Regions from separate parts of the Sus scrofa genome. Here regions 1, 2 and 4 are each linked to region 3. A link is a contact called in public Hi-C, HiChIP or PLAC-seq and promoter capture Hi-C data. All regions are on one chromosome and are shown on one strand. The core of a region is the stretch at or near the end of the contact, and the rest is flanking DNA. Distances in the headings are between cores, read along the strand shown.

Region 1 (7,375 bases), core at 4,022-6,521, 80 kb after region 3:
AAATGCTATAAAAAAAGAAAACAGATGAGGGTTTGGGATGGAAATGCTGTAAAATTTGGTTGTGATGATTGTTGTACATCTATAAATGTAATAAAATTAATTAATTTTTTAAAAAAGAAAAAAAGCGAAAAAAAAGAAAGAGAAAGAAAACAGAGCAAGGGAAGGGAGATCAGAGTTTGGGGTGCGGGGGTGTTGAACAGTACAGTGACAGCAGGCCTCCCTGGGCAGGTGACTTCCGAGCAGAGCCCGGAATTTTCCCTCTTACGAGACATGCCACTGCACACACTGTTTCCTCTTTCTGGAATATTCTTCCACTGCCTCTATACGAGCCTTGAAACCAGCTCAGATTTCACCTTCTCTATAAAATCTTTCCCAGCGTCCCTGGACTATCTCATTTATCTTTTTGTAAGACCTTTTCTGGGAGTTCCTGTTGTGGTTCAGCGGGTTAAGAACCTGTCATAGTGTCCATGAGGATGTGGGTTTGATCCCTGGCCTCACTCATTGGGTTAAGGATCTGGAGTTGCCACAAGCAGCAGTGTGGGTCTGAAAGCCATGGTGTAGGTCAGAGATGTATTGCAGATCCCATGTGGCTGTGGCTGTGGCGTAGGCTGGCAGCTGCAGCTCCGATTCGACCTCTAAGCCTGGGAACTTCCATATGCCGCAGGTCAGCTGTAAAAAGAAAAAGAAAAAGGAAAAAGAAAAGGATATCTTTTCTGTACCACTCGCCTCCTATTCACTGCGTGTGTTTATGGGGGCGGATACCTTTTCTAGACAATAAGCTCTTTTTTTTTTTTAGGGCTGCACTCGTAGCACATGGAGGTTCCCAGGCTACGGGTCAAATCGGAGCTGTAGCCGCTGGCCTACGCCAGAGCCACAGCAACGCCAGATCCAAACAGCATCTGCGACCTACACCACAGCTCACGGCAACGCTGGATCCTTAACCCACTGAGTGAGGCCAGGGATCGAACCTGCAACCTCATGGTTCCTAGTCAGATTCGTTTCCACTGCACCACAAGGGGAACTCTGACAATAAGCTCTGGAGAGCAGGAATCCTGCCTCGTAACTTTTATGCAGCAAATACCCAGCACAGTGCTTTGTACACAGTAGATGACCACTAAGTGCCTACTGACACAATGGATGAGCAGGATGTTGGGGGCGGGCTCTAGAAACTTGCTCCCACAGCAGGGAAAAATGATGGGAGTGATCTGATTGGGGTGCTGGGCTTTCCCGATCGCTAGGTGCTCACCTGTTTGATGATATAAGTTAGCTCCTCGATTTCCACTGCTTTATCATCAAAGAGGGACTTGCGCTTGGCCACTACAGAGATAAACAAGAGGCCATGACAGGTGAGGTTGAAGACAAGGCTCAAGCAGTCCGGCTCCTCAGCCCTCTCTGGTTCCTTCACTGCCCCAGCTCTCCAACGCCCCAAGAACACTCACGGATTGTCAGCTTCTCCAGCTTGGCAAAGGTGTTGCTGAGGTCTTTGCCAATGCGCCTGCAAACGGGAGTTAGTGAGAACGCTGCGGGGAAGCGAAGGAGAGGGCCTTTCCCACATTAGCACCAGCACCACCAACCCCAGCCCCCCTGGAGCCCAGGCCACAGGCAAGGCTACTTCTCTTTAGATGCTAGTCATCCCACCACAAAACTACTCTCAACTCACTTGGCCATGAGGGTGAATTCACTGCGCTGCCGGACAGCCCGCAGAGCTGGCTTGTTTGTCTGGATTCCATTCTGAAAGGCAATGTCAAGAGGTAGACCTTTTTTTTTTTTTTTTGGCTTTCTTTTTAGGGCCGCCCACGCAACACATGGAAGTTTCCAGGCTACGGGTCAAACTGGAGCTGCTGCTGCCGGCCACAGCCACAGCCACAGCAAAGCTGGATCCTTAACCCACTGAGGGAGCCCAGGGATCGAACCCGCCTTCTCACAGATGCTAGTCACATTCATTTCTGCTGAGCCATGGAACTCCAAGAGGCAGAACTTTAGCTTTCCCTCCCCATTTCCAGCTCTCACTATTCCTCAGGTGTCTGCTAAACTCATCCTCCAGCACCAGTGGCATCCTCCACCAGACAGTCCACACAGGTAGACACAGGTTCAAATCTTGACATCACCAATCACTAGATGGGAGCTTGGGACAAGTTACATAAACCATTCTGAATCTCTATTTCCTCTTCTATAAAACGAAGACACCTCCTATTGTTGTTGCTAAAATTAAAAAATATAAGGGGGGGAGTTCCCGTCATGGCTCAGTGGTTAGGAACCATGACGTCACAGGTTCAATTCCTGGCCTCGCTCAGTAGGTTAAGGATCTGGCATTGCCATGAGCTGTGGTGTAGGTCGCAGACTCGGCTCAGATCCGGAGTAGCTGTGGTTCTGGTGTAGGCTGGCAGCTACAGCTCCTATTAGACCCCTAGCCTGGGAACCTCCATATGCCACAGGAGCAGCCCTAAAAAAGACCAAAAAAAAAAAAATATATATATATATATATGGGGGAGTTCTCTTTATGGCTCAGCAGTTAACAAACCCGACTAGGATCCATGAGGATATAGGTTTGATCCCTGGCCTCACTCAGTGGGTTAAGGATCCAGCATCGCTGCAAGCTGTGTTGTAGGGCGCAGAAGCAGTGGCGGTTGCAACTCTGATTTGATTCCTAGGCCTGGAACTTCCATATGCCGTGGGTGAGGCCCTAAAAAACCAAACCAAAACAAAACATAAGGGATGCAAAGAATTTTAGCCAATACCAGGTCCATTATAAGCACTAAATAAATGGTAACTAATGTTACCATTCTATTCCTCCACTCTGGGAACTGAAGAGGATAAATGGAAAACTCTTGGAGATCATATAGCAGGGCAGTTAACAAGAGCTGAGCAGTAAAAACATTTAAATTTACAGTTACTAAGGTTCCACTTGGATTCAGAAAGTCTGGACCAGGATAAAGAAATCTCACTTTTTAAAAAGGGCTCCGAAGTGATTTTTTTTTTTTCTTTTTATGTCCACACCTGTGGCATATAGAAGTTCCCAGGCTAAGGGTCAAATAGGAACCACAGTTGCCTGCCTACACCACGGCCACAGCAAGGCGGGATCCAAGCTGTGTCTTTGACCTACATCACAGCTCACTGCAACATGGGATCCTTAACTCACAGGGGCCGAACCTGCATCCTCATGGATACTAGGCGGATTCGTTTCCGATGAGCCACAAGGATAATTCCTCCAAAGTGATTTTGATAAAAATTTAGAAAAGTGGAGTTCCCGTCGTGGCTCAGTGGTTAACGAATCCGACTAGGAACCAAGAGGTTGCCGGTTTGATCCCTGGCCTCGCTCAGTGGGTTAAGGATCCAGCGTTGCTGTGAGCTGTGATGTAGGTCACAGACGAGGCTCGGATCCCCATTTGCTGTGGCTGCGGTGTAAGCTGGTGGCTACAGCTTCGATTTGACCCCTAGCCTGGGAACCTCCATATGCCTCAGGGAGCAACCCTAGAAAAGGCAAAAAGACCAAAAAAAAAAAAGAAAGAAAGAAAAGGACAAGTTCCTTCATTTTACATATATGTAAAAACTGAGTTCTGGAGTTCCCGTTGTGGCGCAGTGGTTAATGAATCCGACTAGGAACCATGAGGTTGCGGGTTCGGTCCCTGCCCTTGCTCAGTGGGTTAACGATCCGGTGTTGCCCGTGAGCTGTGGTGTAGGTCGCAGAAGTGGCTCGGATCCCGCATTGCTGTGGCTCTGGCGTAGGCTGGAGGCTACAGCTCCGATTGGACCCCTAGCCTGGGAACCCGCGGGAGCGGCCCAAGAAATGGCAAAAAAAGACAAAAAACAAAAACAAAAACTGAGTTCTAACTAAGTTAACTTCCCTGTTGTCATAGGAAAACTTGGTAGAATCATACTGGAACGAGAATTCAAAGTACCTGTCCCTGAGCTAACGGGTCTTTCTGGAATCTGTTCCTCATCCAAACCAAATATACTGCTGCCATCTCTCTCCCTGAGATATTCCTTCCAGAATAGCAACTCTACACTCAGGGGATCCCTGATAAGGTCTAGATCCTTGCCTCTAGATTAGCTAGCCAACCTCTTCTCAGTTGTTTGGGAGGTCCTACTACCCCCGCCAAGCTGGGTCAGTTCTTCGTCAGACTCCCCCAGTAATTATTTCAATCAGCAGTGCTGGAGCACCGCCTCTCCCAGGCTTGAGTAAGGCTCACTTCAGCCTTTCCCACTCCAGGTCCTTACCTGACGACTCTGCAGGGACTTGCAGGCAGACAGGAATTCCTGGGTCCGATCCCGGCAGGACATGGTGTCGGGAGGGGGAGGGGCCAGGGCCACTGGGGGGGGCAGAGGGGCGATGTCGCTGCTGCTACTGCCAGCAGTTGCAGGGGACAGGACCTGCGTCTTTGAGAGACCCAGGTAGACACCCTGATCCGTGTTCTTAGACCCGTAGCGTTTCCGCGGGATCATTGAGACGCATAACCTCGGACTGTTGTGGAGGGGAGAGTGTCATTCCCCAGTCAGCCTCCTTCCCCACAAAGCCCCCCAACCAGCAAATCCTCGGACTCCCTCTGCACTTGGCACGGACTTGCGCGCCCAAAGCCACCCGTAGATCCTGGGGACGTCTCGCAACGGGCAGGACCCCGCTGCCTCTCCGGCCCAAGCCTTCCCGCTCCTTAGACTCTTCTTCCAACTTGGTTCTGGAGGCCAGACCGCGGACCCGGGCCCTGAAGTAGAGGCAGGGCCAAAGGCAGGTCCTGTGGCCCCGAGGCTCCAGCCCGGCCCATGCAACTGTCCCAGGCCCTAACTGGGCTTTTTCGCATCCACGGGTTCCTCAACTCGTCAGGGAAAAACGGTGACGGTGAGCGACCTCCTGAGAGGGACACACTTGGGTGGGCGGAGGGGGGAAAGCTATAGGTGTTTATTTGAAGCAGGAAGTCCCACCCCCGTCCAAGTCCCACCTTCTGGACGACTGCAACCACTGATTGGCTAACTCCGACGTCTGTCTCAACAGGGGCTTTCCTGATTGGAGGGCAAGGTATTCGCTCACTCCGAGCCGGGCCGGCAGGACTTGCCCGCTTGCCCCTGGTTCCCTTCCCCCGGCCCGGCGCCATCCCCGGAAAGAGCTGCCCAGGGCGGACACAGCGGCCAGACCCCACTTAGAGTGACCCTACCTCCTCTCTGCCGCCTGCCGCCGCCGCCACCACTGCCACAATCTCCCGGCTCGTCACCGCCTCCTCCCCCGGCGCCGAAGCCGCCGAAACCCGACCGAAGACTAGAAGCCGCCACGTCACCCACACGTAACCCCACCCCCGGTGACGAGAAGGCGGTGGCATGCCTTTTCGAGCCCGGCGACCCGAGAGACACGCCCCCCAACCCAAAAGCCGGAGCAACTCCGCTGTCCCATTGGCTAGGCCGCCTCCGAGGCCCCACCCCCCCCAGGGAAACTAGAGGCGGAGTTGGGGGGCTGGGCCAGCTTCGGGGGAGGAGCCTTAAAGAGCCCTCCGCGCTGGTGGTGCCCGCGCCCTGTGCGCCTAAAGCGAGCAGCTGAGGGGCAAGCGCTCAGGCAGGTACACGTTAGAAAGTTTATTCTCTGGAGGCTGGGGCGAACTGAGAGCAGGGCTGGGTCAACCCTTTTCTGGCTCCTCCGGGATCCCCTCCCGGTTGCATTCCGGGATCTTACAACCCGGCTTTTGACCCAGGACTGATTGCCTCTTGTTTGTCCGCGTGGAGCCCCGACGGCTGAACAAGGATAGCCGCCGCCACAGCACGGTGATCAGAAGGCTATCGTTCGACTTACGATGCTGGTGGTACTCTGAGTCCCCATCAACCCCTTCAGTGCCTGCGAGGATAAAGAGGCCCGCTGAGCTCTACCCTCCCTAGTCCAGCCTTCTATCGGGAAGTCCCCAAGCCCACTCCCTGAACCCCCTTTGTGTGTCTCTGGTCCCACCTTCCTCTGACATGCTCTCTTTGGCCTGCACATCCGTCTGAAAGTCCTTGTCTTGGCAGCAGCCCATGGCCCCGCTCGGCCTTGCACTTGGTGCCACCCACACCAGCCGCCAGCCTGCTGCTCGCGGCCCTGCTTTTGTGACGTCAGACACCCCACCACCACCCCAGCTCAGGGTGCAGCCACCGCTCTTTCTTTTCTCCCATCACAAAAGGATCAGGATCATCGTTCATATTAAGCAGTTTATTTACAAAGTGAGCACAAGCTTTTCAGGAATTGGTGGACCCAGGCCGCTTCTTTTTTCTCTTTCTGGTTTGGAGAACCCCTTGGGTCTGTTCCAAATCCGGGAGCTTCCGCTTGGCAGCTGCCTCCAAAGAAGCCCAAAGTTCATCTGTCTCTGTATCTTCTGAGGGCACCTCATTGGGCTGTTGAGGCTCCTGGGGTTCATCCTGGTGAGTGGGAAGAAAAACTCAGGGCACGGTAGCAGACTCACAGCCAAAGGGAGTAAATTCCTCCAGGTACCACCCTGCTTATTTCCTGCTCCGGGAAACATTCTCATCTATGCTCCTATGTCACCCTCGGCAGTAATCCTGTCAGGACTATACTAACACCCCCCCGCCCCCGAAAAATTAAGTTAACGTGGCAGGTGGATGGACGGTCCCAAGTCTGAGTTCCAGCTGCTTGCCCTTTCTCTTCACAGGGAAAATCCTCACACCTGTGCCCTTGATGCCCACATTCCCAGACCCGACTGCTTACCTCCCAGTTATCCCTGCCTGATAGGAGGAGGCAGTTCAGTTGAGATTTGAGATAAACCTGCAAAAGATGAAGGGCCTTAAGGAGGCAAGTCCACTGAAACAGAAACATGAAGCGGGGCACAGGAGGCAGCAGGTGCTTACCTTATGCTCCAGGCCCCGTGGATTCCGGATCCTGTGTACCCTCAGGACTCTGTCCAAGCCACAGGAGGCTAAGAGGGGCTTTGAAGGGTGACACTGCAACCCTCGGACGCTGCCCGCCAGCCCCTTCAGACAGCCCAGTAAACGCCCTGGAGGAGGGGAGAGCCATCAGCACTAGGTGGCCAGCCAACAACCATTTATTGGTTACTGTTCAAATGACTTTATGTTTTTTTTTTTTTTTAGGGCTGCACCCATGGCATATGGAGGTTCCCAGGCTAGGGGTCTAATTGGAGCTGTAGCTGTAGCTGCCAGCTTACACCAGAGCCACAGCGACACCAGATCCGAGCCGCGTCTGCGACCTACACCACAGCTCACAGCAACGCCAGATCCTTAACCCACTGAGCGAGGCCAGGGATCGAACCCGCAACCTCATGGTTCCTGGTCAGATTCATTTCCATGACGGAAACGCCTGTTTCAATCTTTAATCTGAGACGACAGTCACCTCATCTCCATTTTACAGATGAGGGAACTAAGGCACACAAGGAATTGACAAAATAACTTG
Region 2 (7,603 bases), core at 2,361-4,860, 120 kb after region 3:
ATCTCTTACATAAGTTGATCGGCTGTATCTGTGGTATTTCTCTTTTAATACTTGGTTGCATTAGAAAGAATGGCTTGCTGCAGTGTTTTTTGTTTATTTGTCCAATTTATTTGAGTATCAGATACTTTTCAGACGGTGTATTTATTTCTCTCCTTCTAAGAGAAGGCTCCAGTTGTGTGTCTTTGACTCTTTCTGGCTTTTATCCCTCCTCTCATTCCTCGCCCTTCACAAAGACAATGCTGACAGTTCTTGTTAGCAGCCAGTGTCCCTCCTGCAGGATTTGTAATAACAAATGACACTCGAGCAGCGCTTCTTCTAATGACAGCGGCCAAGTGGGCCCCTTTGGTGGGAGTCAGCCCCCTTCCCTGCTCTCATCCCAGCTGCACTTTGACTTCAAGGGCTCGTTTCCTTAGCTTCAGCCGTCATCCGTTTTTCAAGTGGCTGAACTCCTCAAGGCTGATAGGTAGTTTAGAGGTGCAGCCTGCATGCTTTTTCTCTAGGTCTTGGAATGTTGCCTTTAGCTTTGGCAGACTGCAGTCTGTTGGACAAAAACAGCCTCCTAGGTTTCTAACTATTCTCCCGTCTTTGTTCTGTCTTTGGACAAAATTTTCTTTTTCTTTTTTGCACATGAGTAGTGGGGATGTCCCTATCTTTAGGCTAAGATCAAGTAATGCCTGCCTGTTGAGAAACATGGGACATGAATTTTTGCAGTATGGGATCAGAAAGGAGCTGTCTCTGTACACTTGGTCCTCTCAAATTCACGGCCCTGCTCCCATCTGCCTATAAAGTCCTGAGGCTTTGAGGACTCACAATTGGTCCTTTTTTTTTGGCCGTGCATGCAGAAGTTCCTGGGCCAGGGGTTGAACCTGAGTTACAGCAGGGACAACACCAGCTCCTTAACCTACTGAGCCATCATACTTTGCATTCTATAGCAAATATTGAATTTTATATTTAGCAATATACATTGTAGGGTCTGGGGATCTCTAACCACCTTCAGCCCTCTTTCTCTGCAGTCTTTCCCTGCTGCTTTCACTCCCCTTCACCTAGATTTATTACTTTGTGTTATTTGGTTGAACAGTTACAGGTCTTTGTTTTCCTGCAAAAATGGCTTCCTCTTGATAACATACAGTGTTGTTTTTTTTTGTTGTTGTTGTTTGTTTTGCTTTTTAGGGCCACACCTGTGGCATACGGAGGTTCCCAGGCTAGGGGTCCAATCAGAGCTGTAGCTACCAGCCTATGCCACAGTCACAGCAACGTGGGATCTGAGCTGCGTCTGCCACCTACACCACCGTTCACGGCAGTGCTGAATCCTCAACCCGCTGAGCCAAGGCCTCAGTCTGAGTCCTCGTGGATACTAGTCAGGTTGGTTACTGCTGCTCCACGATGGGAACTCCACCACTTGTCTTGAAAATGAAAGGACATGAAATGAAAAATGAAATAATGAAAAAATAGGACATGAATTGTAGAAGAGATAGGTGCAGATGGATAGAAAGTAATTCTTTGGGGGCAGCTGGGAAACACTCATTTGAGCTAGGTCTTGAATGCATCAGAGCTCATGAGGCAGAAGGGCAGAACAGGAAGGGCAGAACCCAGAGGGAATGTCAGGTACAAAGATACAGAGGCCTGGAGTTCCCGTCGTGGCTCAATGGTAAGGAACCTGACTAGTATCCATGAGGACTCGGGTTCCATCCCTGGCCTTGCTCAGTGGGTTAAAGGATCTGGCATTGCCGTGAGCTGTGCCATAGGTCGTAGACGTGGCCCAGATCAGGCTTGGCTGTGGCTGTGGCTGTGGCGGGCCACTGTAGCTCTGATTTGACTCCTAGCCTGGGAACTTCTACATGCCCTGGTGTGGTCCTAAAAAGACCAAAAAAAAAAAAAAAAAAAAAAAAAAAAAAGATAAAGCTGGGTGTGCTATGGGACTGACACGTGTGTGAAAGCTGATGTCGCTGGAGGGTAGTCCCTGTGGCAGGTGTGGTGGGTGATAAATTCGGGGAGGTATGTTATTAGCTTCTGCACTGCATACAGAAAGGATTGTTTTCATCTTACTGGAGCCGTGAGGGGTCTGCGAGTGAGATACTGTGTTCCTGGGGGTGTTGTGTTGCACCATCTCAAGGAGGACGTCTGACCCCACAGCTTTTTTTTTAACTCTGAGCTTTCGTGCTGGTGATAACGTCTGTTCAGAGCCCCTGGTTGGTATTTATTTAGCACTCGCAGGCCACTTTGGACTTCTTATCATCACTGAACACAAGTCTGAACTCCAGCCTCTACCGGCCTGCCCGCCTCCCTCTAGGACCTGGTTCTGGCTTTCCTGGGTGGGAGATGGGGGTGGGCTCTGGTATAAAGGGAAGGGAATGGCAAAGGATGAGCCTTTCACCCTCTCAGCTCTCCTCGGGCACCCCTTTCTGTCTACTCTTTCTTCAGATCTTGGCTTCTGCTTTCTTCCAAACACACAGCTCTCTTGGCTTCCAGCCCAGGGTGAAAGAACTTTCTTTCCTCAGCTCCTCTCTGAGAATAACCCAACTGGCACTGCTCAGGAACAAGAAGTTCCTGAGAGCGTTGGCACCTAAGGGTGTTGATGTCTGGCAGTCCCTGCTGTGAACCTCACCTCACTCTCAATCCAAGGACCTCCGTGGCCCTTTCAAGGCCTCTGCAGTAACAGCTGCCTCCAGAGCCTGGCATGGTGAAGTAATTGAGAGGAAAGAGAACCATGGCAGCCTGGGGAGATCGGGCTAATCTGTGGGAGGCCCTGCAGGAAGGCAACGAGTCTGGCCATGGCATCTTCTGATCTGATGTAAAGAAAAGGTGGAAGCCTCTTGCTGAGGCCCAGCCCTGGAATGCTGAGTCAGCCCCAAGGTTGCCTATCAGTCTCTTCTCGCACCCCGACATGCTGGCGCCAGAAATTGGGGGTGGGGTAAATCGGGGAGTGTCAGCCATTCTCCTGTCCAAACAGATTCATCTTGAAAAATACCATGGAGAAGGCTCGATTAGGGGTAATTCAATTAGAGTTAATAAAGCAGCGAACTGTAGTGGGTGCTCCATAAATAGCTGCCGAATGACGAATTACTTGAACGAAATTCAGAATGTCTTGAAGGACACGTGGGAGTGAGCCCTGCGGGGAAGCGAAGGTTTAGCGCCAAGTCCCAGAAGGCCCGAGAAGACAAGGTCTGGTGGGGGCAAGGGCGGAGGGGCCGCTGGCAGAGTGCAGATGGCCACCGGAGTTGGGAAGAGCAGGCGGTGGGGTGAACTCTGGGCTAGGAGTAAATGGAAGATGGTGTCCAGGGCTGTCGCCAACCTTCGGAGTGGGTGAGAAGGGCTGGATGTCGCCTACAGGCTCACTTTCCAACGGAGAGAGGGGCCAGCGGGGACCGGGGCACTGGACCAACCACACTCACCCACCTCGAGGTGGCCCTGCCCAGCATTCTTGGTGTCCAGGTCGAAGGAACCTTAGGGGTAGGCGGTTCGAGATGAGGAACTGGACTTGACAGCAGTTGGAGGCGAGTTCCTATCATTCCCTAGGCCGCCCCCCACCCCTCCCTTTCAGTCCCCGGAAGAGCAGTCCCGCAGGTTCCACTTTAAGGGGCGGGCCGGGGCGGGGCTCCCCTGCCCAGTCGTCGGGCCGGGACAGCCTCGCCGCAGACGTTGTGGCGGAAGCTGCGCGGAATCCAGCCGCCTTGGGAGGCCGTTCTGGGACCGGGAGGTCCGGGCAGGTAGGCGTCCAGCCGCTCGCTGACCGAAGGCTGCGTCGTGTCGCCGGTTCTGCAGGCACCATGAGCCAGGACACCGAGGTGGACATGAAGGAAGTGGAGCTGAACGAGCTGGAACCCGAGAAGCAGCCGATGAACGCGGCGTCTGGGGCAGCCGTGGTCGTGTCGGGCGGCCCCGAGAAGAATGGTCTGGTGAAGATTAAGGTGGCCGACGATGAGGCAGACGCGGCAGCAGCCAAGTTCACGGGCCTGTCTAAAGAGGAGCTGCTGAAGGTGGCGGGAAGCCCCGGCTGGGTGCGCACCCGCTGGGCGCTGCTGCTGCTCTTTTGGCTCGGCTGGCTGGGTATGCTGGCGGGCGCCGTGGTCATCATCGTGCAGGCGCCACGCTGCCGCGAGCTGCCCGCGCAGAGCTGGTGGCACAAGGGCGCCCTCTACCGCATTGGCGACCTTCAGGCTTTCCAGGGCCGCGACGCGGGAGACCTAGCGAGTGAGTTCAGGGCTCCCCCATCCCCTGCCCGGCGCTCCCCTGGTTTTACTGGTCACTGTCCTTAGATTGATTGCTACGGTTTTCTTCCCTACCCGGGACCCGCGACCGCTCCCGGGGACGTAGCTCCTTCCTTCCTTTGAAGGCCACCCCCCCCCACTCCCTCTTTCCCGAGGGCGGCTGACTCAGCATCCTGCCCCCCCGCGGCGCCAGTTGCCTGTCGCAGCAGGTTTCTGAAGCAACGTGGTAGGCTTCTTACATCAGCATCTCTGTCTCGTGATCCAGCCTCACCCCCAACACTTAGTTGGAGAGAATGGGACGATCAGGGGCCTCGGAAGAGGCCTCACTGTAACTCTGCTTCTCCATTTCAGGCCTGAAGGGGCATCTTGATTACTTGAGCACCCTGAAGGTGAAAGGTTTTGTGCTGGGCCCAATTCACAAGCACCAGAAGGATGACCTCGCAGGCACCGACTTGGAACAGATCGACCCCGCTTTCGGTTCTAAGGAAGATTTTGACAGTCTCCTGCAATCGGCCAAGAAAAAGAGTGGGTGTCCTAGAGTTGGAAAGAAAGCAGCTAGGAAGGGCTGGGCCTTTTGGCCAGAGCAAAGGGAGGATAGGGTTTTTATCTGGTTTAGTCAGTTTATGATCTGACTGGCTCAGAGTTTTCCTAGGGAGGGCACAGGGGAGGTTTGTCAGGCTTCAGCCTTAAATGGGTTTGTCAAATGGTTCAGAGAGGAAGTAACTGGCTGTGCAATTCTTTAACTTCTGGGCTTCAGGGCCCTTATTTGCAAAATGTAGGCTTTTGCTAAATCAGTGGTTTTAAAACTTGTAAAAGAGTGAAGCCTTTTGGAAAAAAAAAAAAATCCAAGTAGAATCTTGTGTTACCTGTAAAAGGGTTTGCTTTGAGGGTGAGGAGCTCAGGCTTCTCTATTACACGCCATTCCTGCCCCCCACTTGCTGACATTTCTGTTTCCATGGAATGAGTTTCGCCAGGGTTCAAATCTGAGCCTTTGTACCAAGTAGTGCCTCGGAAGTACTCTACTGACTTGTATTTGTTGATTTCCACTTTTCCCGTCACTGCAAAGTCTTTCTCACACCTGCCTCTTCTCCCGTTGTACTAGGCATCCGGGTCATTCTAGACCTCACTCCCAACTATAAGGGCCAGAACTCATGGTTCGACTCCACTCAGGTGGACACTGTGGCTGCCAAGATGAAGGTGAGCGCCTTGGTACCAATGGCAGGTGGGAACTGCATACTGGGGCTTGATTGGTGCTTTCATAGCAAGTTCTGTAAATGCAGCCCTGCACCAGCCAAGGAACTGCTTGCTGCTTCCACAGGCAGAAGGATAGGCCAGCAGGGCACCCCGGTTCTTGTTGGTTCTTTCTCTGACCACTCATTTTCCTTGTTTCCCTGACTCTGAGGTTGACAGCGCAAGAAAGGGAATTTCTCAGATGTGAATTTTCTTCCTTTTGGGAGAGGAAGCCTTTTCTCTGTGGGAATCCTGTCCTGTCTGGTTTCCCATTTCTTATTTATGTGTTTTGGAGTGGGTCCCAGTCTGGAATTCCAAGCATCGGGGTCTTCCTATGTGTCTATGGGGAAGGCTGCGTATTTTATATACCTTCTTGAATACACTGTATAACCAAACAAGGTCCCTTTCATTATCCCTAATCTGTGAATCAGGAAGCAAAGGTTCAGAGGCGCTTTCATGTGCCCTGGGATTTGCTGTCCCAGCTATTCTTATGTCTCTAATCTGCCCTCTCTGAAGGTGTAGGCTTAAACTCTGTACCCAGCAGGCTGGGAAGTGGGGCTTTGAATCCAGTTTTTTTTTTTCTTTTTTCTTTTCTTTGTCCTTTTTACAGCCGCGCCTACAGCATATGGAAGTTCCTGGGCTAGGGGGTCGAATTGGAGCTACAGCTGCCAGCCTATGCTTTAGCCACAGTCAGGGCAATGCCAGATCCGAGCTGCATCTGTGACTTTTTTTTTTTGCTTTTTAAGGCCACACCTGCGGCATATGGAGGTTCCCGGGCTTGGGGTTGAATCGGAATTGTAGCTGCCAACCTATAGCCACGGCCACAGCAATGCGGGATCTGAGCCTTGTCTGCGAGCTACACCACAGCTCATGGCGATGCCGGATCCTTAACTGGCTGAGTGAGGCCAGGGATTGAATCTGCATCCTCATGGACACTGTCAGGTTCTTAACCCTCTGAGCTGCAATGGGAACGCCTGAGCCTAGTTTCTAATGCCTGGGTTCTCAGACACTGACCACTTCAGAAGCAGTAGAACGCAAATAGAGACAGGCCCTGACACTTTGCTGGCAACTACGATTTGGAGGTGGAATTCTGTCTTCCCAGCATTTCAGTTGACCCTTGGGGTCATCTGGTTCAGTCCTTGCTACTTCCTGGAAGACCCTTTAAAAGTTACTGAGAAGGGGGTGTTTTCAGATGGCGAGGCACGAGGTGTGGTAGCCTCCGATGAAGATTGGGGCCAGAGGAGAGAGCACATGGCACGGAGAGGGGACGGGGGTGCTGGCGGGAGTGGGGTTCCCTGTCCTGGGCCTGTTCTGCAGAGCTGGCTCCTCTTTTCAAATCTTCAGCTAAACTGCCCTGGGGCTGTGCTTTGAATTTCACTCTTTTACCCTTGGTCTTGCTCTGACTGGCTCCTTTACTCACACCCTCCGCAGGCCCCAGGAAATGGGGAGGAGTAAGTACACTGGTCTTGGTTAGCTTTTTTTTGGTCTTTTTTTCTAGGGCTGCCCCCACGGCATATGGAGGTTCCCAGGCTAGGGGTTGAATCGGAGCTGTAGCTGCTGGCCTACACCACAGCCACAGCAACGTGGGATCCGAGCCATGTCTGTGACCTACACCACAGCTCACGGCAACACTGGGTCCTTAACCCACTGAGCGGGGTCAGGAATCGAACACGTGTCCTCACGAATACTAGTCGGGTTTGTTAACCACTGAGCCACGACAGCAACTCCTTGGTTAGCATTTTAGGTCCTGTCTCTGCTGCTGTCTGCCTGTGGCCTTGGGCTGCCTCCTTCCTTCTCTCGCATTGTTTCCTCATCTCTGAAACGAGTATGCCAGCGTTTCACACATGTTAAATGTGAAGTGAAGTGACACTTTTTCTGTAGGTATCAAAGGTAAAGCTTTGTGGTGGAGCTTGGGGAGGAAGGAGAAGTAGAACCACACAAAGAGAATCAAGGACAGATTAGAATGGAAGGGGAGGAGTTCCGTCGTGGTGCAGCGGAACCAAATCCGACTAGGAACCATGAGGTTGCAGGTTCGATCTTTGGCCTTGCTCAGTGGGTTGCGCATCCGGCGTTGCCGTGAGCTGTGGTGTAGGTTGCAGACGTGGCTCGGATCCTGCGTTGCTGTGGCTGTGGTGTAGGCCAGCAGCTACAGCTCTGATTGGACC
Region 3 (6,865 bases), core at 2,581-5,080:
CTTTCTTTTTTTTTTTCATCTTTTTGCCTTTTCTAGGGTCGCTCTCGCGGCATATGGAGATTCCCAGGCTAGGGGTCTAATCGGAGCTGTAGCCGCTGGCCTACACCAGAGCCACAGCAACTCGGGATTCGAGCTGCGTCTGCGACCTACACCACAGCTCATGGCAACGCTGTATCCTTAACCCACTGAGCAAAGCCAGGGATCGAACCTGCCACCTCACGGTTCCTAGTCGGATTCGTTAACCACTGCGCCACGACAGGCACTCCAAGAGTTCCTTTAGTTTTCCAAGAACCCATCACTTCCATCCCACAGGCCCCCACATCTACCACCATGGAGCCTAGCGTCTTTCTGCCTTCTAGTTTGTCATCTTTGGAGATCTCAATTCACATTTACAACACGTAGGCCAAAATTGCAAATCATCAACACAGTATCTGTTGCTGAAACAGTCCACACAGGTCTTTCTAGGTGGAAAGCAGAGGTAAAGGGGTAGAGCAACAAAACCCAAACACTCAAAAGGTCAAAAAAAAACCAACATCTAGTTCGCAGTTAACTATCTTCAACAATGTCGTCTGAAGCCACAAGCCAGGGTTCCAATTCTGGCTTGCCCCCTTAACTAGCCCTGTGACTTTGAACAAGGTCACACTGCTTGTTCAGTCTCAAGTGTCCTTGTCCGTGGGAAAAGAAAGTGGGGAGAAGGATAATTCCTCATCAAGTTGTTGAGGATTAAGTGAGTATTTATGGGACGTCCCCAGTACAGCCCCGGACACGGGCGCTCAACTGCAACAACAAATCCTGATGGTGTAAAATTCCCTAATTTGTACACTTTTCCTAGTAAAGTCTACATTGCCCTCTGCCTGTCTCGCTTTTTTTCCTCATGAGCAGCCTGACCTGTCTCTGCCTCAAATACAGACGTCAGATTCCTAAAAGATCTGGAGGGTGGTATAAAACATCAGGAGGCATGCAGGTTTGTGGGAGAAACCAGCCAACACTCATTTAAAGAGACAGTTTCACCGCTCGCTTTATGGCCCGGACTGCAGAGTGAGGAGCGATTACACCTCAGGAAAATTCCCAGTGCCCTTGCTGAAGGACTGACTGAGATGCCATGCCCCATGAAGTCCTGCAATCTGGTCGGGAAAAGGAAAGGGTAGGAAGCTTCAGCCAGAGCAGAATCTTCACTCGGTCCCCAGCAGGGAAAATGAGATGCTTTCAACCTTCGGTGCTGCGCCCTCCAACAGTAGCAAGCGCAGGCCTAGCATCAGCGCATGTGTGCCCAGATGTCAGTTTTTGGGGCCAAGTACAAAATCCTTGGGTGGCCCTCCACCACCACTGCTGTTCTGTTTATCTGCTGCCTGTGGGGAGCCAGGGAGAGGCTGCCCTCCTAGAAGGGGGCCAGCCTCCGGATCCGGTTTGCTGCGTTTGGCCAGGTCCTCATTGTGAGCCTTGCGGATGTGGCGGTACAGGTCCCCTGACTGCGTGTAGCTGCGCAGGCAGTAGCGGCACTCATAGGGTCGCTCCCGGGTGTGCACGGTGGCATGGCGCCGTAGTGTGTAAGAGCAGGAGAAGGTCTTCCCGCATGTCTTACAAGTGGGGACATCCTCAGTATAAACCCCAAAGCTTCCTGGGGCTGCTTCATACTCAGAAGGCAGGTAGAGGGGCTCATGCAGGGCAGATGGCGCAGGCAGGGGTGAGGTCACCAGTCCTCGATGATACTGCCCTGGACCTGGCAGCAAATGGTAGGATAGGTGAGGATCTGGTGACAGAAGTGGTCACTTGGCCCCACTTCCTCCAGTCCTGCCACCCGTGGCTCCTCAAAAGCCTCTGGCTGGGGGGCTGTCCACCATACATTGCTCCTCCAGGTGGGAGCAGTCCCTCAGGACCCCGAGGCTGTTCCTCTGACACATCAGCCTCCTCATCAGAAATCACAATAGCTTCGACTTTCACCTGGACCAGCTCAGCTTCCACTGGGGCTGGGACTGGGGCTGCAGCTGAAGCTGGGGGATAAAAGCCTTGCGATGGTCCTCCAGTACCCCTTGGTTCCACCACCCTCAGACTCTCTGAACCCACATCAAGGGGAGCCAATGGCTCTACTGAAACTGTTGGAGGCTGGAAGAGAAGTAGTTTGCAGGGTTGGTCTCTGTGGAGCTGCTGGGGCTGGCAAGAGAGATGTCAACCACTGGAGGAGGAGGTGCCCGCAGATGCGGGGAGTCCACCTCCACACCAGGCTGTGTGGTGTCAGCCCCAGCTGGCATCGGTGACTCATCTGGAGGGCAGAGAGTAGGTGAAGGAGCAGTTGAGCCTTTCCACTCCCCTTTGCTCCAGTGGCCTGATGTCTCAGCAGATGCCAAAGAAGGCTGGGGACCACGGGAAGTGCTGGATAGGAACTCCAAATTAGAAGGCTGTGAGTTGGTTTCCTCCTCCTTCTTGGTACTGTCTGCCTCTGCCAGGGCCCGGGCTTGCAGCCGCCGCTTACACACCTTGACGATATCATTCATGTGCAAGTAGCTGGCAGCTGCCAGCACATCCTCCACAGGGGTATCTCCCCTCAGGACCAGCTGGCCAGCATACATAAAGTCCAGAAGCAGCCCAAAGGCTGGGGCTGTGACAATCTCGTTGTGGATACACACCAGATCCCTCTTGTCCAGTTCCCGCTCTTTGTAGAAAAGCTGGAAAAATGGGCTGCAGGAGGCCAGCACTGCCCGATGAGCCAAGAACTGAGTGCTACCCACCATCACGGTGCAGTCACAAAGAAAACCCTGGGACCGCTGCTCTCGGAGGCTCTGCAGCAGCTGCTGGCTGTGTTCTGGGAACTCCATAGCAACCCAAGAAGGAAAAGGGACCCTAGGAAGGTCCCCCTGGGAAGAGAGGACAGTGAGTTAGGGCAGGTAACCTCCCCCAGAAACCTTAACGTAAGCTCTGAGCTATTACTTGCCACCCCAAAGCCTCTGGCAGCACGGTCATGACCCCAACACGCTCTCGTAAAGTACCACCCTTCTTCCTCCTAGGTCGCACCCAGCGGTCTACTTTTAGCTCCGCCCCCTCGCCCCAACCTTAGCTGCAGGCCCCGCCCCATCTACAAAGTCCCGCCCCGGAAGTCCAGCCCCTAAGCAGCCTCCGCTTCCTCGATGCCCACCCGGTAGATTCCAGCAGGTCCTCCGACTAAAAGTCTCGCTCCCAGGCCTTCCCGGGCGATACCTCTACACCCCACTCTGGGAACTCCCTGAGCCCTTCTTGCATTCCAGAGGCTAAGAAGTCCTAGGGTGGGAAGTAAGAGGGAAAGCCGATCCCTCACCTACCACCCAGCAGCCACCGGGCGTGTTCCTCCACTCCTCGCCTTCTCAGTTTTAATTGGCTCGAATTTGCCTTCTCTCGTCACCGATTGGTTCACTCCCCACCAACCCGCCCCCTGGCTCAGGACGGCGTCTCCAACTGGGTACTGATAGCTGTCGTTCAGGCAGCCAGACGCCCGATTGGTTGGCGCTCCTGTCCTAATTTTTTCCTTCTCGTCCCACCTTCTTTGCCTTAGAGCCCTCGGGATTGGCTAAGCTTCTCCATCTACCTGAGGAGGGCGGGGACCTGGCTGTAAGGGGCGTAGCGAGATGCCCTCGGGGCGAGGCCGGGAAGAGCTTGTGTCTTATCCGACAGCACGTCCGTCACCACTCGCTGCAGAGTGATCAGGAAGAGGAGGAACAACAACCTGATGTAGTACTCAGAAGGCCCACTCTGCCAAGGCAGTGGGTGATAGCTACATCTCTCTGCACTGCAGTTGTCTTTTGTAGGTCCCTTCCTCCCTCAGAAACTTCACGATGCCCTCCTGCTCACTCCCTCCGGTCTAATGGTTCCTGGTTCCTGGCTCCTGGCTCAGCAATGGTGGTGTCCGAGAACTAGCAGCTGCGCGAATGCCGTCGTAGTGTCCCTAGCCTGAACTCTACAGCCAACTTACAATGAAGAGATGAGTGTCCTCTGAGTGGAGGTAGCGGGCATGTGCTGATAGGAAAGGAAGGACTGAGCTCAAGGCCTTCAAATGTCTGAAGGTAGGAGAATAAAGAGCGTGGCCACATCTGAAGAATTCGTCAGAATCCCTAAGACAACCAGAGGAAAGGGATGTAAATTGGGAGTCAGTGATACCTGCCTCTTCTCTAACAGGCACTAGCTGTTAACAAGGTTACCAGAGGAGTAACTGCCTTTTATCCACTCTTCACCTCTTCACCCACCCACCACTCTTTGTATATCCAATTTGTTCTGTGGTCAAACCCTCCGATCAGATAACCAGAATTAGGGACAGTTCATCTTTCTACCTTCCATCCTTATACTATAGACATGCAGGCCACACTGACCTCGGCTTGGGACCACCTCTTCAAGATATTGTTCCAAGCCATACAGTATTTATTGTATAGGAATTAAAACTAACATAAGCAGGAGTTCCTGCCGTGGTGCAGCGGAAACCCATCTGACTTGTATCCATGAGGATGACTAGTATCCTGGCCTTGCTCAGTGACTCAGTGATCCGGCTTTGCAGTGAGCTGTGGTGTAGGTCACAGACACAGCTTGGATCCCCTGTTTCTGTGACCGTGGCGTAGGCCAGCAGCTGCAGCTCTGATTTATTCAACCCCTAGCCTGGGAACTTCAGTATACTGCGAGGGCAGCCCCCCCACCCCAAAAAGAGGTGTATGTAAAATTTAAAGCTAAAATGAAAGAACTTAATGGCAGTAACTTTTTCCAAGGAAAAAGGTGGAAACACTTTGCTTCTATGTGTTTGTGTATTAGTAGTAGTTAGAAAAATACCTATCATGTTATTTAATAGTTGTTAAAGTGCTAGCGATGTGCCAAACATATGACTTCTAATTGCATAATAGCCTTTCTTATCCCCATTAGACAGAAGAAGAGACTGAGGTTCTTCTAAAACATGGTTAAGTAACTTGGCCAAAGCCATACAGCTAATAAAAGGCAGAGCTGGAGTTCCCCTGGTGGCTCAGCAGGTTAAGGATCCAGCTTGCTACTACTATGGTTTGGGTTGCTATGGTGGGGGAGGTTCCATCCCTGGCTTGGGAACTTCTACTTGCCGAGGGCAAGGCAGGAACATAGAAAAAGGAAAAAAAGAAAAGGTAGAGCTGAGAATGAATCTAGGTCTGTCTTCAAAGCCACATCCCTAACCACTTTGTACGTCTGTCTTCCTAGAGTGTCCCCAAGATGGTCCTCGGGGTTGTGGTAGTATCCACAGTCAGAGGATTCAGACTCAGCTGGGGCAGGATTATCCTGGCTATTGGAAGAACTGGTGGCACAGAAGCAGGAGACTAGAACCAGGGAGAGTTGGATGGATGACCCTTGCTCAGAGATGGCCCTCCAGGAGGTCCCAATGTGGCTCAGTGGAAATGAATTTGACTAGTATCCATGAGGACGCAGGTTTGACCCCTGGCTCTGCTCAGTGGGTTAAAGATCCAGCGTTGCCTCAAGCTGTGGTGTAGGTTGCAGATGCAGCTTGGATCCTGAGTTGCTGTGGCTGTGGTGTAGGCCTGCAGCTATAGCTCTGATTCAACCCCTAGCCTGGGAACTTCCATATGCTGTGGGTATGGCCCTGAAAAGAAAAAAAAAAGAGCAGTTCCTGTCGTGGTGCAGCGAAAAAGAATCCGACTAGGAGCCATGAGGTTGCAGGTTCGATCCCTGGCCTAGCTCAGTGGGTTAAGGATCCAGTGTTGCCATGAGCTGTGGTATAGGTTGCAGACGTAGCTCGTATCTGGCCTTGCTGTGGCTCTGGTGTAGGCCAGTGGCTACAGCTCCAATTAGACCTCTAGCCTAGGAACCTCCATATGCTGCAGGTGTGGCCCTAGAAAAAAGACAAAAAGACAAAAAAAAAAAAAAAAAAAAAAAAAAAAAGGAAAAAGGGATTGCCCTCCAGAGGCTGGACCTAATGCTGTGTTTGAATCTTTGGGAGACAGGTGACAGACATCATGACAAGGGCTCCTCTCTACTACCTAGCTGGGCAAGACCTACTCTTGCAGCAGATTGTACTCTCCAAGATGGTCTGAACAAGACCTTCCCTCCCACATTTTACAAGATGACATTGATGTTCCTTCCATTGAGTAAAACCTCTCACCTTGAGTCTCAAAGGGATTGTGACCTTCAGAGAAATGTGGAGTTCCCATCGTGACTCAGGGGTTAACAAATCCGACTAGGAACCATGAGGTTGCAGGTTCGATCCCTGGCCTCGCTCAGTGGGTTAAGAATCTGGCATTGCCGTGAGCTGTGGTGCAGGTCGCAGATGCGGCTTGGATCTGGCGTTGGTCTGGCTGTAGTGTAGGCTGGCAGCTACAGCTCCAAGTGGACCCCTAGACTTGAAACCTCCATACGCCGTGGGAGCGGCCCTAGAAAAGGCAAAAAGACATTAAAAAAAAAAAGAAAGAAAGAAAGAAAGAAATGTGATGCTGTGTGACTTCTAAGTCGTAAAAAGGGATAGAGGAGTTCCCGTCGTGGCGCAGTGGTTAACGAATCCGACTAGGAACCACGAGGTTGCGGGTTCGGTCCCTGCCCTTGCTCAGGGGGTTGGGGATCTGGCATTGCTGTGAGCTGTGGTGTGGGTTGCAGACGCGGCTGGGATCCTGAGTTGCTGTGGTTCCGGCGTAGGCTGGTGGCTACAGCTGATTCAACCTCTAGCCTGGGAACCTCCATATGCCGCGGGAGCGGCCCAAAAAATAGCAAAAAAAAAAGGGGGGGGGATAGAGTTTCCATCTCTTGGGATACTTGCTTTTAGAACACAGCCACCATGGTGTGAAGAACCCCAGCCACACAAAAGAGGGCATGTGTGTTTCAGGTACAGCCACAGCCAGGCTTCCAGCTAACAGCCCGCTTCAATTTGCCAGCCACGTGACTC
Region 4 (7,491 bases), core at 4,012-6,511, 98 kb after region 3:
ACGGTACAGGCCTCTAGCCTTGAGGTGGCCTACTCTGTGGTGTTTCTCCAGGGCTGCTCTATGGGGACCACATTCCATCTTCTTGCCCCTAACACCTTTGTCTCTCAATTTTTTTTTTTTTTTTTTTTTTTTTTTTTTTTGGTCTTTTTAGGGCTGCTCTTGCGGCATATGGAAGTTCCCAGCCTAGGGGTCTAATTGGAAGCTGTAGCCACCGGCCTACATCACAGCCACAGCAATGCGGGATCCAAGCCACATCTGCAGCCTACACCACAGCTCACAGCAACGCCGGATTGAGCAAGGCCAGGGATGGAACCCAAAACCTCATGGTTCCTAATCAGATTCACTTCCACTGAGCCGTGACAGGAACTCCTCTCACTGAATTATTTTCTTGCTTTTCTTTTTTTTGTTTGTTTTTTGTCTTCTTAGGGCTGCACCTGTGGCATACAGCGCTTCCTAGGCTAGGGGTCGAATCAGAGCTGTAGCCACCAGCCTACATCACAGCCACAGCAAGCCTGGGTCCTTAACCCACCGAGTGAGGCCAGGGATCGAACTTGTGTTCTCATGGTTACTAGTCAGTTTCATTTCCACTGAGCCATGAGGGGAACTCCTTTCTTGCTTTTCTTAGGGCAACACCTGCAGCATATGGAAGCTTCCAGGCTAGGGACTGAATCAGAGCTGTAGCTGCAGGCCTACACCACAGCCATGGCCACACCAGCAACACCCATCCCAGCTTAAGGTAATGACTCACTCGTTGAGGCCAGGGATCAAATCCACAACCTTGTGGTTCCTAGTCCTGCAGCAGAATGGGAACTCCTTTTACTGTTAAAAGTACGGTTGACTTACAGTGTTTCAAATTCTGTTGTGTGGCAGAGACCCAACATACACATTTCCCTGTGCTGTACAGTAGGGCCCCACCACCCACCCATTCCAAACTTAAGTTTGCACCCAAACCCACTCAAATGCCTACCCATCCTACTCCCTCTTCCCCCCATGGGAACCCCAAGTCTGCTGGCTTTGGCTGTGATTGGTTTTCAGCTGTCTTTTTAGATAGGGTCATCTGTCCCATTATTTTAGATTCCACAAGCTTCAAGTGCTACATGTTATTTATCTTTTTCTTTCTGGCTTACTTCATTTAGTATCCTATGTTCCACCTATGCTGCTGCAAATGGCATTAGTTTTTACACAGTATCCCCCTCACGTGTATGTGCCGTATCTCCATCTCATCTGTAGATGAACATTTAGGTTCCCATGTCTGGCCATTGTGAATGGCGCTGCAATGAACACCCAGGTGCGTCTATCTACTTGAATTAGTTTTGTCCAGATAAATGCCCAGGAGTGGGATTCTCAGGTACCTCCTTACTGTTTTCCAAGGTGGTTGTGCCAATTTACATCCCCAACGGTGAGGGAGCATTCGCTTTTCTTCATCCTCTAGAGAACTCCTCTCGCTGAATTCTTTGTGACATAAAGAACCTTTACAAAATGGTCATCTTTGGGACTGATCCAAAGGACTTTTTGGCGTTCTCCTCCTCCCCGTAAAGGGTCACTCAAACCCAGCAAGGACAACTAGGCCAAGCATCGATAGGAAGGAAAACTCCTTAAAGGTCTAGGAGGCTCTTTGGATGCTTTCCTGGGTTAGACTAATATGCGGCAAACTGTTATGCTAAGTAGGGCAAAGCAAGTAACAATCTCCCTGGGATCATATTATCTCCTGCTCACCTAGGTCCAGTCCATCCAAACACAGAAGCAGTCAAGGTTTACAAAAAAATCCCTTTATTTATTTAGAAAGGCTAGAAAGATTATATGCTAATTTGAATAGGTAGGTTGTATAAGAAAATTCCACTTCTGATGTCCTCCAAGAGTTGGATTCCTGCAGAGAAAAAGAACAGTTTAGGGTTCTTACTAAAACGGACTTAGAACATTGTATTTATATAGTTAGTCTGATATTTAACACAAGTACGTGAATGGATACTTACTTACCCGTGTGTTAAGTACGTGTTCTTTCTTTAAACCTGGAAACAAACAAAAAAACTCATTTTCAGTGAATAATTTATCCCTTCCCCAAATTTAGAAATTCTTAAGATTCCCTCAGACAGTTCCTTCTGGAACAAGCCTTCCTCTTTTCCCCCAGCCAGCCCCAGTGGGTTCACCTTTACAGGCTCTGGGACTAGGACAGGAGGTAAGACGTGTGAATGTTTCTTCATAGGGAAATTTTAACTCCATCCTCAATGCATTTAAATTTACTAACCTTAGTTTCAGACTGGAGTTGAGCAGAGTATGGCTTACACCTTTCACCTGCAAAACAGAGATTGGGAACTAAGTCAACCATTCCCAGAGGAATGGGACACCCTAATAGGCTGTGTAGGTCTCAACAGACATTTTATAAAAAGACTAACTTCCCACTCTAAGGCAAACTCACAGCTCAGAAAATACCTTTCAGTCATAGTGATCAGACTGGGGCGGTATCAAACTCATCATGTGAGCAGAAATCTGTTTCAGGTGGTTCACAAATGGCCAAAGGCAGACTTTGGATTAAGTAATACCTGCACAACTATCCAAAGTGCCACACAAAAACTGGCAAACTTTACATAGCAGCCATAGATAAACAGATTTACCTCCAATCATCCTCAGGCTCCAGAAAAGATGGATCTAAAACAAAACAAGAATGAGTCAGTAATGCTTACTTCCTACATTAAAATTTGTTCCCACTTAAGTTCTTAAAAGAAAAAAAAATTCAGATTTCCGAGTCTCAACAGCAAATCATCAGCCGAACGAGATTCCATGTAAGTCATCATGTGTAGATGCCTAAAAAGGCATTTTCTCCCTCAGTACACTGTATGTGCCAACATATAAATCACTCACCTTTGAGTGAACAAGCCGCTAAATGGTACAGGTACCTAGGAAAGGACAAAACTGTAAGTGATATTAAGTTCCTTGCAGACAGTATCCCACTGCTCTGTTCTCCAGTTTCTCAGGTGTTCATATCTTTTCATTGTTAGTTCATAGTGAGCTAGTTTGATTCATCACAGAAACTGCTTACTTGGTGGCATATATTATGGTGACATTAATCAACTAACCTTTTAACTCTGGAACCTTTTAACTCTGGAACAAGATGCTCCTTTGAGGATGCAGGAACAAGGTGCCCCTGAATGAGAAGATCATGAAATCAGTAGAGTACCTTAAAAAACCAAAAGGATCCCAGCTAATATGTAAGCCAAGGGAAGCTAAACAAATGCTACCCACTGGAAGTTGCTGTACCTCAGACAGTTCCTTACGGAACATGTTTTCATCCTCTCTCCCTGTTAGCCCCAGTGGGTTCACCATTACTGGCTCTGGGGCTAGGACAGGGGTTAAGACAGGATGCTTGCTCTCCTCACTGGCACTGGAGACAAGTTATAACCAAGGTTACAAGTACTCACCACTCTCAACTCTTTCCATGAGTTTGACCATGAGCAGATCAGCAGGGATCTAGGAAACAAAAGACAAAATAAGAGCTCAGGAATCACCACTACAAGGAACAAAGAACCCAGAAAGTCATCAACTGAAGCTTTGACAACACTCCCTCCAGATGGTAGTTACCCACGCTCACACATACATTAATTTACCACAGTATTGGTAGGAGTAACTTACCTTAAGACAGATGAATGTATCACCATCAAGACAACCTGTAGAACAGCAGCAAATGGTTATTTTAAAATACTATCACAAGATAACACTTTTTCATTCATGTAAACTGCCATCAGAACTCTAACATGCTATTAAGTGTTGGACCTCACAGAGGATCAGCATTGTCAATTCAAATCATCTGACAGTGACATATGAGTGAAGGAAGAGAACACCCTCACAGAACCAACTGTGCTGCTTGCTGTCTCCCTCCCCAGGAAAATCATTGCAAAAGGAAGAAACTGAAGGAGCAAAAAGGTAACACTGCTTCACTGCCCATTTGCTCTGTGGGGAACAACAGAGGCCACCCCAATGCCCCAGTTGGAAAAATTACCTGTATTCATCCTGGGAGGCACTTGAATTCCTTAGGATTGGTGATGAGCTGAAGACAGAAAAGGGAGGCATTTAATGTACTTAAGAACAACCATTAAAAAGCCTCGAGTACTCCCCGCCCACTTCTCAGTAGTTAAGATGACATCACTTTTTTGAGTTCAGGCATATGCTTGTCATTTTACCGTTCATCATGGAGTGGCCAGTGCAACCTGAACGAGCAAGTCCCAACCAGGCGCTGTGCTCATACCCATAATGGCATAAAGCATCGTATGCCCACCTGGAACACCAACGCCGTGCTTGATCGATACAGAGATAGGTCTTGTCCCATCCTCCAGCCTGTACACTCCCTGGAACTCAACCACATCTGAAAAATACCGAAGAACATTCTTCACTATACCCCCAGCCTAACTCTCCCCCGCAGTGTCTTAGCAACTCGAAACAAAAAGACCCAAACATGAAACATGGGCTGCGGATGGTGCTACTCAGAAATTTTACTTTCTCCACTAATCCATCAGTAAGAGAGAGCTCAATTCTTGAAATCATCCCTGTAGCACACACCGATGTACCTCTGCACATGTCCAACAACACAGAAACAAAGGGCGCAAAGCCAGGCCACGAGCACTTACTCCAACGACAGGCCTTCCCGACCCTTCAGAGTTCGATGCGCGCCCAAACCCTGCAGACAAAAGAACCTTAGGTCAGACCTCGGATTATCTCGCCAAAGCTGCGTTTTCCGAAGCTAAGGCGGCGTCAGCTGTGCCAGGCCGGTCTCCTCAGAGTTCCTTATCCTCACGGAGCTCAGTACAGGTCTGTGAAAATGTTCTCATCACAGAAAGGCCAGTCGGCACGGCCCGCCATCGCCATTTTGTCCTTCACAAAGCCCTTGCCGCTCTAAGGCCTCAACACCTAGGCCATGTTTCCTCTCCCCTCCCCCACCAGCCTAATAGGTGCCACAGAGAAAGGACAAGGCGCGGGCACGCTCGCGTCACGACTTTCTTACCGCGAGAAAACGAAAACGCCGACCGAAAGCCCGGGAAAAATGAGACCGAAGAGGCACCGCGAGACACTTAAATACCAGCGCGCAGAGGTCCACGGGATTTGGGGGCGGGACTAAGGCAGGCGCAAGCGCAGAAGGAGAGGGCATGCGTGCCTGATGGGCTGTGGATGGAGATTTTCAAAGGCTGCTGTTGAATGTGCACGCCCTGAAACTGCAGCGCGAAAAAGGAGCGCATGCGCTTAGGGGTTGCGCAGGCGCGCCTATCGTGCTGCAGAGAGGTTTGGTCTTTACTGCGGCTGCTGGTGAGGCTGTGACGCCGAGTTCTCAGCTTCCCGCCGATCCTGTCCAGACGCTCCGTCTTGGTCATAGCCGACTGCCCCAATACCCTTCCCTGAGCTCCCCTTGCCACCACACACCCTAAACCTGTGTGCAGGGTCCGATTCCATGGACCCCGAACCTCACGAACCCTCGACCGGCGTCGTCTTGGTTCCGCACCAGCCGCCCAGCGAGCACTCGGGGCCTGGTGCTCAGGGTCCCAGCGCGGGGGGCAACTCAGGTACTGCTGGGCCCCGGGCTGAGCTCGAGTGGAGGGCCCTTGCATGGAACTGTTTCGGGAAGGTGAATCAGGCCATAGATGTTCTTGAAATTCATAACAGCCGTTGATATCTCTAACTGGTCACCTCTACCCTACTGTCTGGTCCAACTTCTCCGGGAGCTTGGCTTATAGTAGGGCTAACATTAGCTGACACTTGAATTGCCGCTTTAAGCACGTTACATGAATTGGTTATTCTTTAGTCCTCTAAATCCAGAGATAGATCTGTTGCCAAAATACCGGCTGCATCTACGCCAATGCCAAATAGAGGAGGAGACAGAAGTAGCCTTAACGGGGAGGCCAAGAGGGAGCACAGCAGGCTAGTGCCTAAAGGACTATGCCCCCTGGAGGAGGTAGTGAGGAGACTTAACAGTGTTCAAGGAGCAGGGCCTGATCGGCTTGGGGACATTTATGGGATTCTTTGGTGGTGAGGTAATGGGAGTCCATCATATCATCAACCTTCTGGTCGCAGCTGGTCTGGGGGGTCTCCATGCTTGGGGGTAGCATACAGTTAACTTCTTCCACTCGGTGGGGGCTTCAGCACCTGCAAAAGAGCTCCGAGGGCATGGCTCAGAATATCTATAGTCCTTGAGGAAAAGCTAAAGGTTCTTGACTTTGTTGAATGGCTAAACTATTTTGTCTTCTTAACTGTTTTCCTTTTTCTCTGTAATTTCTTACTTCTCTTGATTAAATTGATCCCTTGACTAAAGTTTTTCTATGGACAAAAAGGCAAGCAGAGAATATGAGTTGGGGGGTCCACTCTGCCAAGGTTTCACAGGGCTCTGCTGGGTTAAAGGCACAATACCATTTTATAGATGAGGGACTGCAGGTGTAGCGTTCAGCCCCAACTCCAGCCTGATGTCAGGGTGGTTCCAGTCAGTGACACTCTTGTTACTGAGGCCACTCAGCATTAGTTTATTAATTTCTAGTGGTAAACACCTAGGGTACCAGTATATTTTATAATCATTTATGAAACTCTTATTGGAGTTCCCGTGGTGGTGCAGTGGTTAACGAATCTGACTAGGAACCATGAGGTTGAGGGTTCGGTCCCTGGCCTTGCTCAGTGGGTTGGGGATCCGGCGTTGCCGTGAGCTGTGGTGTAGATTGCAGACGCGGCTCGGATCCCGAGTGGCTGTGGCTCTGGTGTAGGCTGGCGGCTACAGCTCCGATTCAACCCCTAGCCTGGGAATCTCCATATGCCGCGAGAGCAGCCCTAGAAAAGGCAAAAAGACAAAAAAAAAAAAAAAAAAAAAACCCCTCTTGCGTGCTCTTTCTCTTCTGTATGACCTGAACGAATAGGAGGAGGTGTAAAGCTAACGTTATGGAACAGGAATCTCAGGTCCAGAGTGGTTACCGAGCTCGGTGTTATCCTGCTAAGAACTCTCAGAGCCCAGGTACAAATCCAGGTGGCCTGATTGCAGAGCCTGGATTACTCTGCTTTTCTTCTGTCGTCACACACTTCTCTGGGTATTCCGGGAACCAGCAGTTCGCAGGAAGCAAATGGCATGATCCCTGGGTATTGTTTCTCAATTTTTTTCTTCATTGTTGTCTCTCCCTCCCCAGAATTCTTAAGATCTTTTCCCTTCTAATGCTTCCTATGAAATCGTAATTCCAGAGTTCCTGTCGTGGCGCAGTGGTTAACGAATCCGACTAGGAACCATGAGGTTGCGGGTTCGGTCCCTGCCCTTGCTCAGTGGGTTAATGATCCGGCGTTGCCGTGAGTTGTGGTGTAGGTTGCAGACGCGGCTCGGATCCCGAGTTGCTGTGGCTCTGGTGTAGGCCGGTGGCTACAGCTCCGATTTGACCCCGAGCCTGGGAACCTACATATGCCGCAGGAGCGGCCCAAAGAAATAGCAAAAAGACCAAAAAAAAAAAAAAAGAATTCGTAATTCCATTGATACACTCTATA

What was found. Promoter capture Hi-C pulls out the DNA fragments that hold promoters and counts their contacts. A called contact is a pair of places that touch in the nucleus more often than the background predicts. HiChIP or PLAC-seq counts read pairs in DNA pulled down with a chosen protein or histone mark.
Region 1: a contact with region 3 is called in a promoter capture Hi-C map of fetal liver, with 2.7 times the contacts expected there. The contact joins the promoter of STX5 here to the promoter of ZBTB3 in region 3. A contact is called at or near these places in 3 of 5 promoter capture datasets (fetal liver, fetal skeletal muscle and skeletal muscle), 4 of 47 Hi-C or Micro-C datasets (brain, embryonic fibroblasts, epiblast stem cells and 1 more) and 2 of 2 datasets of contacts at active chromatin or transcription factors (alveolar macrophages and skeletal muscle).
Region 2: a contact with region 3 is called in an H3K27ac HiChIP or PLAC-seq map of alveolar macrophages. The contact joins the enhancer-like site here to the promoter of ZBTB3 in region 3. A contact is called at or near these places in 9 of 47 Hi-C or Micro-C datasets (adipose tissue, alveolar macrophages, blood and 6 more) and 2 of 2 datasets of contacts at active chromatin or transcription factors (alveolar macrophages and skeletal muscle).
Region 4: a contact with region 3 is called in a Hi-C map of embryonic fibroblasts, with 2.5 times the contacts expected there. The contact joins the promoter of SLC3A2 here to the promoter of ZBTB3 in region 3. A contact is called at or near these places in 1 of 5 promoter capture datasets (fetal skeletal muscle), 29 of 47 Hi-C or Micro-C datasets (adipose tissue, alveolar macrophages, blood and 13 more) and 2 of 2 datasets of contacts at active chromatin or transcription factors (alveolar macrophages and skeletal muscle).

Annotation. Positions count from the first base shown.
Region 1 is chr2:8,935,682-8,943,056 of Sscrofa11.1, reverse strand. It overlaps STX5 (syntaxin 5), which reads right to left and starts at 5,271. Exons shown (of 11, transcript NM_001243381.1): 1 at 5,148-5,271; 2 at 4,219-4,462; 3 at 1,661-1,731; 4 at 1,440-1,495; 5 at 1,247-1,317. The coding sequence starts at 4,443. It overlaps WDR74 (WD repeat domain 74), which reads right to left. Exons shown (of 11, transcript NM_001243395.1): 9 at 6,817-6,962; 10 at 6,677-6,733; 11 at 6,149-6,369. The coding sequence ends at 6,190.
Region 2 is chr2:8,895,413-8,903,015 of Sscrofa11.1, reverse strand. SLC3A2 (4F2 cell-surface antigen heavy chain) reads left to right here. Exons shown (of 11, transcript XM_003353809.4): 2 at 3,763-4,191; 3 at 4,560-4,733; 4 at 5,311-5,405. Among named protein-coding and RNA genes, the nearest start is that of SLC3A2, 20 kb to the left of the region's middle. Within about 2 kb of position 3,610, at least 75 of the 83 cell types and tissues checked have an H3K27ac peak or open chromatin away from gene starts, as enhancers often do. A contact at or near this core is called in adipose tissue, alveolar macrophages, embryonic fibroblasts and 4 more, where this site is marked.
Region 3 is chr2:9,014,525-9,021,389 of Sscrofa11.1, reverse strand. It overlaps ZBTB3 (zinc finger and BTB domain-containing protein 3), which reads right to left and starts at 3,830. Exons shown (of 5, transcript XM_003353818.4): 1 at 3,193-3,830; 2 at 2,102-2,852; 3 at 1,830-2,099; 4 at 1,762-1,827; 5 at 146-1,759. The coding sequence starts at 3,234. The coding sequence ends at 1,278.
Region 4 is chr2:8,916,840-8,924,330 of Sscrofa11.1, reverse strand. SLC3A2 (4F2 cell-surface antigen heavy chain) reads left to right here and starts at 5,261. Exons shown (of 11, transcript XM_003353809.4): 1 at 5,261-5,546. The coding sequence starts at 5,435. LOC100627892 (a long non-coding RNA gene) reads right to left here and starts at 5,101. Exons shown (of 9, transcript XR_002341464.1): 1 at 4,994-5,101; 2 at 4,620-4,669; 3 at 4,271-4,357; 4 at 3,995-4,042; 5 at 3,628-3,662; 6 at 3,417-3,465; 7 at 2,242-3,142; 8 at 1,978-2,001; 9 at 1,750-1,867.